Regions from separate parts of the Mus musculus genome. Here region 1 is linked to region 2. Evidence: chromatin contacts called from public Hi-C data. All regions are on one chromosome and are shown on one strand. Each heading gives the region's core, a stretch centred on a gene start, on an enhancer-like site or on the middle of the called end of the contact. The rest is flanking DNA. Distances are from core to core; before and after follow the strand shown.

Region 1 (2,975 bases), core at 215-2,714, 200 kb before region 2:
GATGGATGGATGGATGGACAGATGGATGGGTGGATGGACGGATGGGTGGACAGATGGATGGACAGATGGATGGACGGACGGACGGACGGATGGATGGACAGATAGATGGATGGACAGACGGATGGATGGATGTACAGATAGACAGATGGACAGATGATGGATGGACGGACGGACAGACGGATGGATGGATGGATGGACAGATAGATGGATGGACGGATGGATGGATGGATGGACAGATAGACAGATAGATGGATGGATGAATTTCACTTCTTTGCTTTACTTTGATTCCCTTCCCCTGATTCCAGTGAGGTACAAGAGATCACTTTGCCAAGTCAAGTCAAAACTTTGACTCTTTGCTTTGAAAAAAACAAAACAAAATAAAACAAAACCTCAGTCTTTTCTTTAGAGAATGTACACCTCATTGGTACATATGAACAAAAGAAGGGGGGAAGAGAGGGAGGGAAGGAGATCATTTGTGGGAGGGGGAGGGAAGAATTCAACCAGCTTTCTCAAATCCTTGATTTTCTACTTTCTGTTAGCATCAAATGCAGAAACGGTTGGCTTGATTTAAATGCCTTTGTTGGCTTCCAAGGCCCCATCACCAGCAGCAGCGGCAGCAGCTCGGCCCGCTGTGGGCCCAAGAGGCTGAAGACCACTTTTCAGCCTGATGTGCTTTCTAACAGCTGAGATATTAAAACACTGAAAAACGGGGTTTATAATGGAAATGCTGACAGACTATTAACTATAGCAGCACTGCTCTAATAAATGGAATGGCTTGTCATAATCTCTAGTTCATAAATATGCAAATACAAGGCAGGGGATCTGCTCCAAAGGATGTCTCTATAATTTTAACTGACCTTTACTGATACCAAACGAGCCTGTTGCTTCTGTTTTTGTACATTGGGTATAAAGTACAGGAAACCCAGCCGCCTGTCTGCCTAAAGTATATAAAGTTTGAGCTGCCAACTACTAAACTCTGGGCCCAGACTCCATTTCTCTTCTCGTTCACACTCTTTATTGACATTTTCATTTTTCCTCCCCAGGGAGTGGAAGCTGAGTGGGGGTGAAATCAAACATTGTTCACCCCCCCCCCCCATTATTTCCACATGTCACAATGCTTGCCCAGCCAAAATTCATGGATTGCCTCAAGGACAAACAGGCCATCTACGCTGACTTATAAATTTGAGTTTTATCCAGTTCTCTGCTTTTGGACCTAATGTGCAGCGGATCCAGTGACTTCATATTTAATAACCTAGATGTCGTTTGTCCTGTGTCTTTCATCGCTGAGTGAGGAGTTGGATGGCTAGCCGTTTTTCAGATTTTTTCCCTCTAATTATTTTAAGCTATTCAGCCCGGTATCCGAACTATTGATGCAGAGCCAAATCGCCAGCAGGGGAGAGATCTGTCCAATCCAGGAGCTAAATGAGTCACTGAGAGTCAATCTGTTTTTCCCTTGCTGCTGGGGTTTCTATGGGCCCCAGCCTCCCCCTCTGCCACAGTTCTATGTAGAGCTGCAGGCTTGGCTTCTAAGGCCTCCCACTCCTGCCTCAGCCCAGGTCCGTTGCAGCTGTAGATGGGTTTGGACAGGCTGGCCTTTGGAAGTCCAGGGCCTGGATAATGCTGTGGTTGAAGCTCAGCTTTGACAGAACACAAAGATGTCTCGCTTTGTTGTACTGCTTCTTCAGCAATAGATCCTCTGAGAAAGAAGAAAAGACACTGGAAATAGGGTGGAAGGCCTGTTTACTAGTTTGCACATATCTCGTCCTGCAAAATATTCTACTTTTCCAAAGTACCCAAAAGGACTCCTCGGAAAGAGATCCACAAATACAAAGCAAAAGGAAACAAACAAAACAAAAACCCCATGGAAAGTCAAAAAAAAAAATACAGGTGGGGTGAGTTAGATGAGGTGGGTGGATATGCTGGAAGGCATAACACGGTTGCAAGGAGGACGACTGCCAGGGTGAACCAGTGTTGGACTAAAAGCAAAAAAATGAAAAACCAACAAAACAGTGCTTTAATGAACATACATGTCTTTTTCCAGTGGAACTATTTCTTTTCCAGTAACATTTACCCCCAAACCAACTCGCTTTTATTCTTCCTAGTGGGGCCAGTAGTCAAAGCCATAAAAGCACACAGTCCAGTGAGGGGTGCACCTAGGCTTACATAAGTCAGCTGTCATTTCATGGCAAGTGATGGAACTAGCAGACACCGTGAGTGTGGAAAGTTTGCCATCACTGCTGGTATTTCCGTGCTCCATATTTTAAGGATTGTGGGCTTATGGGAGTCTTCTTTCCTTTAAAACCCAGATACATCCATGCACAGAGTCCTTTGCAAATGGATATGGAGTTTGTGAAGTCTTCTCTTCCCCCTTGCTCCCTCCCAAAACATCCCATGGCAGTCACTGAGCTGTGTAGGTGTGCTCAGGATTTAGAGAGGAAGCTCAGGGATCCTTGAGGAACAAGCCTGGGGCGTGGAGTGAGCAGGAGAGGAAGTCTTAATGGACTGACTATAATTTTCTAATAAAAACATCTCGGGGGTGGGGGAGGTAGGGGTAGAAATACTCAAATAGGCTAGGTTGTTTCTTATCACAGTGAGCCCTCAGAGGAGGGAATGTCTAGTTCCTTGTGGAGACTCAGTTCTATTTCTGTAGGCCTGACAAAACCCACCTCTCCAACAAGTCACTCCAGGTTGTGTTTTTTATGCTTCTAGCTGTCTTGGTGGCAAGACTCAGGTGTCTGAAGCACAGGAAAACATCTCACTGAAATCTAGCCTCTACTGGGGAATACCAGGCCCCTCCACTCCCACCCCTGGTCAGACTCGCAATGAGATGAAGTCCTAGGACACTGACATTTAGAGGAGCATTGTCCTCCAGATTCCAGGGCTACTACAGGGTCTACGGAGCCCTGCCAGCATCTTAGGCAGAAGTAATTAATGAAAACGTGAAGGCTTCCCTTCTCCTTTCACATTTTGAATCA
Region 2 (3,020 bases), core at 477-2,976:
ATCACCATCATCATTCTTTTCTTTTGGAAGCATGAAGCATCTGTGAGTTGTAGCTTCATAGATTTTAGTGTCATTACCAATGTGGCAATACATCCCAGGTCTGAGGCCCACACTGGACTCCCTTATTTCAGGAACACGGTCCCAATGCTCTGCAGACCCCCAACCTGTGGAACCGCAAAGGACTCCATGGGAACTCTGGCCAGGAGTACACACAAACTTCATGGGTTTCCTTCATATGGCAGAATACTTATTTTTGTTGTTACTATTTCAGAAGGCTGTGAAATTCAGCCTTTCTAGTCAGATGAGAGCTTTCTGAACAGCCTTCCCCAGGAGGTAGCAAGGCAGACTCTTGCTTGCTTCAAAACTTCCCAGTGCCGTCTTTCTCCCCATCCAGATTAAACCTCAGAGGATGCCACCTTAAAATCGTCATGGTGGATGGAAGTCTGACTCCGGTCCTCGTCCGTCCCAGTGTCCAGACAACTTGCACTGCCATTTCATCTGCACAAACAGCTCATCGTCGGCATTTCTAGTTTTAGAAAACAATTAGTAGACAATTGCCAAGAATTACGATGTACAGAACGAGTAACAAAGACGCTTTCCTGTTCTCCTTTCTGTTGGAAGTTACCGCGCCATCTAGGTGGAGGTGAGTCTAGGGTAATGAAACCTGGCAGGGAATGCTTCTGTGTGTCCTGCCCCACAATGAATTACTGGGTTCCTTTCAAATCAAGGCTCAGTGCTAACTTTTGCAGGCTCCAGATAGTCCCAATAATGAGTAGACAGATGTGGTTAAGCTATGGGTGATGCCCAAGGCTAGGCAGCCAGATTCCTTTTCTAAAGCAACAATTAGGCAAACAAGGTACAAACGGGCATTATTGAACCTCCCTTCTTGCCACTGTGGGCAGAGCTGTGTCAGCATTTCCATTTGAAACTTTTCTTTTTTTCAGGGTCTTTTTAACTCAGCCATAAAAATTAGTTCCAAGTGAAACCTTGGCATGCAAACTTTCAGCCTCAGAACGAACCTTTTTTTTTTTTTTCTCTCCACAAATTGTCAAAAAGAGGGGGAGGGAGAGTATCAGTCTGATGGCTATTTTTACTTTTTTTTTCTTTTTTAACATGGCACAAAAATAGAAAACAGAAATGCTCTGTACTGATTGTGCCCCTTTTTTGGAACTCTGACAGGAACATTTATTGGCCATTATGAGGCACGAGTATACTTGAATTACTGTGGCTTTCTTAGACAATGTAAGGCTAATCTCATCAGTGTTCGTAAGGTGATTTTTTTCAAAAATCATTCTTGAATTTACTTCGTCTCTCCCATCACCTGGAACAGACCTGCCTTAACAATAGGTCCGGAGGTTCAAGTGCTCAGTACAGTGAGTCGCTGTGGTCTGTTTGCTCAAACCTCCATAGCCCCAAAGAGTCTGTCAATATAAATTTGGTCACCAGACCACAGAGCCTGGAAGCAGCTTTCATAGAAGCCAGAGATGCTAACTTCTTCCAGCATGTAGGGAATCAGTTGCGCCCACGTGTGAGCGTGAGCAAGTTCACAAACTCCTCCCTTGAGAGCAGTGGACTATGATCCTCCTCAATATTTCTCTAGGGAAGAATTAAAGAACCTGTAAATAGCAGCGCTCAAAACTTAATTGACATGATTCAGGCAGAGTTTTGCAAGCTTGGTGACACAGACCAACTGTGGTAATAGACTCACACTTGTGGCTAACCGTGACTCATCCCATTGTTCAAAACTTCCAGCTGAGGTCTGGAGCAAGCCTGTGAGGGTTGGAAGCCAGATGGGCTGTGACAATTTGGTACAACCTGACAAGGATAACAGCGATGAATTAAAAAAGGAGGCTCCAAGTTCCAGGGCTTATCATTTGTCAAAAACACAATGAAAGAGCTCTCGTTGGTATTATTTTATCATCATCATTACCACCCCTTTCACTCAGAATGCTGGGTTGGGTTTCGCTGAGACCATAACTACTAAACTTACGCCTCCCCCTTTGATTGTACACTTAATTTATATGTTACTAATAGCTAACTGCTGTGTAAAGCCTTTTTGATTCATGCTCTGCTTGCTTTCCTTCTGTGAGGTTTATGGTCAGGGGACCTAATTTGCCGGCTTCATTATAAGCTGAATTTTGGGCAAGATATGAACTAATGGGGTTGAATTTAGGCCCTCAACTTTGCCTCAGAAGTCAAAGCATGGCTTTGTAACAAAGAGGTATTTAACGATGCCATTGGAGCATTGAGCTTCCTGAAGCTCACATATGATTAGAAGTTAAATATCTAAAAAACCCATTTATTTGCTTAATAACAGTACCAAATTGAAGCCGTCTGTGGTTGGTACATTATAAAACCACTAAAGGACTCTTTGGAGGTACTGTGTATGTGATTACTAACTTCATGGATTTTAGCTAACACCATTCCAATCAATTCACGTCAAATCATCTTTCCTTGGGGACCACAGACCTGGCCCAGTAGCACCCTGTTTCTGTGGTCATGAGCATCACAGCAAAGTTTAATTATGTGAGTGCTAGTGTGCGCTTACTCCAAACCCTATTCTTTGATAGACAGGGTATATGTGTGTGTGTATGTCTCTCTCTCTCTCTCTCTCTCTCTCTCTATATATATATATATATATATATATATATATATATATATATATATGTATATATATATATCTCCACCTCAATTGCAGCATGAGTTACTATAGACAGAGAGCTTTTTATATGCAAGGGTTAATGGTGAATTTGGCATATTAATACATGCTTAGGCATGTCACCTAAAAAAAAAATTGTTCCAACTCTTTATCTTACTAAGCAGCCACTGTCTTATTCCTTAGTCTGGATGGAGAAACTGAGGTCCCTGGCATCATTAGTCTTGACAGAGGCCACATGTTGTAAGTCGCACTGTGACTACTTTCATCCCAAGGCATGTCATGAAGGTTTACTTTTTTGTATCTTTCCATGTTGTGTGTTGAGTGACTACACTGTAAAGCTCTGGTTCTTGTGACTGTTAGG

Evidence for each region. A called contact is a pair of places that touch in the nucleus more often than the background predicts.
Region 1: a Hi-C map of muscle stem cells shows a contact between it and region 2, with 1.5 times the contacts expected there. The contact joins two enhancer-like sites. A contact is called at or near these places in 1 of 484 Hi-C or Micro-C datasets (muscle stem cells) and 2 of 115 datasets of contacts at active chromatin or transcription factors (oligodendrocyte precursor cells and pancreatic cancer cells).

The regions. Positions count from the first base shown.
Region 1 is chr3:144,106,315-144,109,289 of GRCm38.p6, reverse strand. No RefSeq gene overlaps it. Among named protein-coding and RNA genes, the nearest start is that of Gm34078, 28 kb to the left of the region's middle. Within about 2 kb of position 1,464, at least 31 of the 459 cell types and tissues checked have an H3K27ac peak or open chromatin away from gene starts, as enhancers often do. A contact at or near this core is called in muscle stem cells, where this site is marked.
Region 2 is chr3:143,911,252-143,914,271 of GRCm38.p6, reverse strand. No RefSeq gene overlaps it. Among named protein-coding and RNA genes, the nearest start is that of Gm40160, 39 kb to the right of the region's middle. Within about 2 kb of position 1,726, at least 48 of the 459 cell types and tissues checked have an H3K27ac peak or open chromatin away from gene starts, as enhancers often do. A contact at or near this core is called in muscle stem cells, where this site is marked.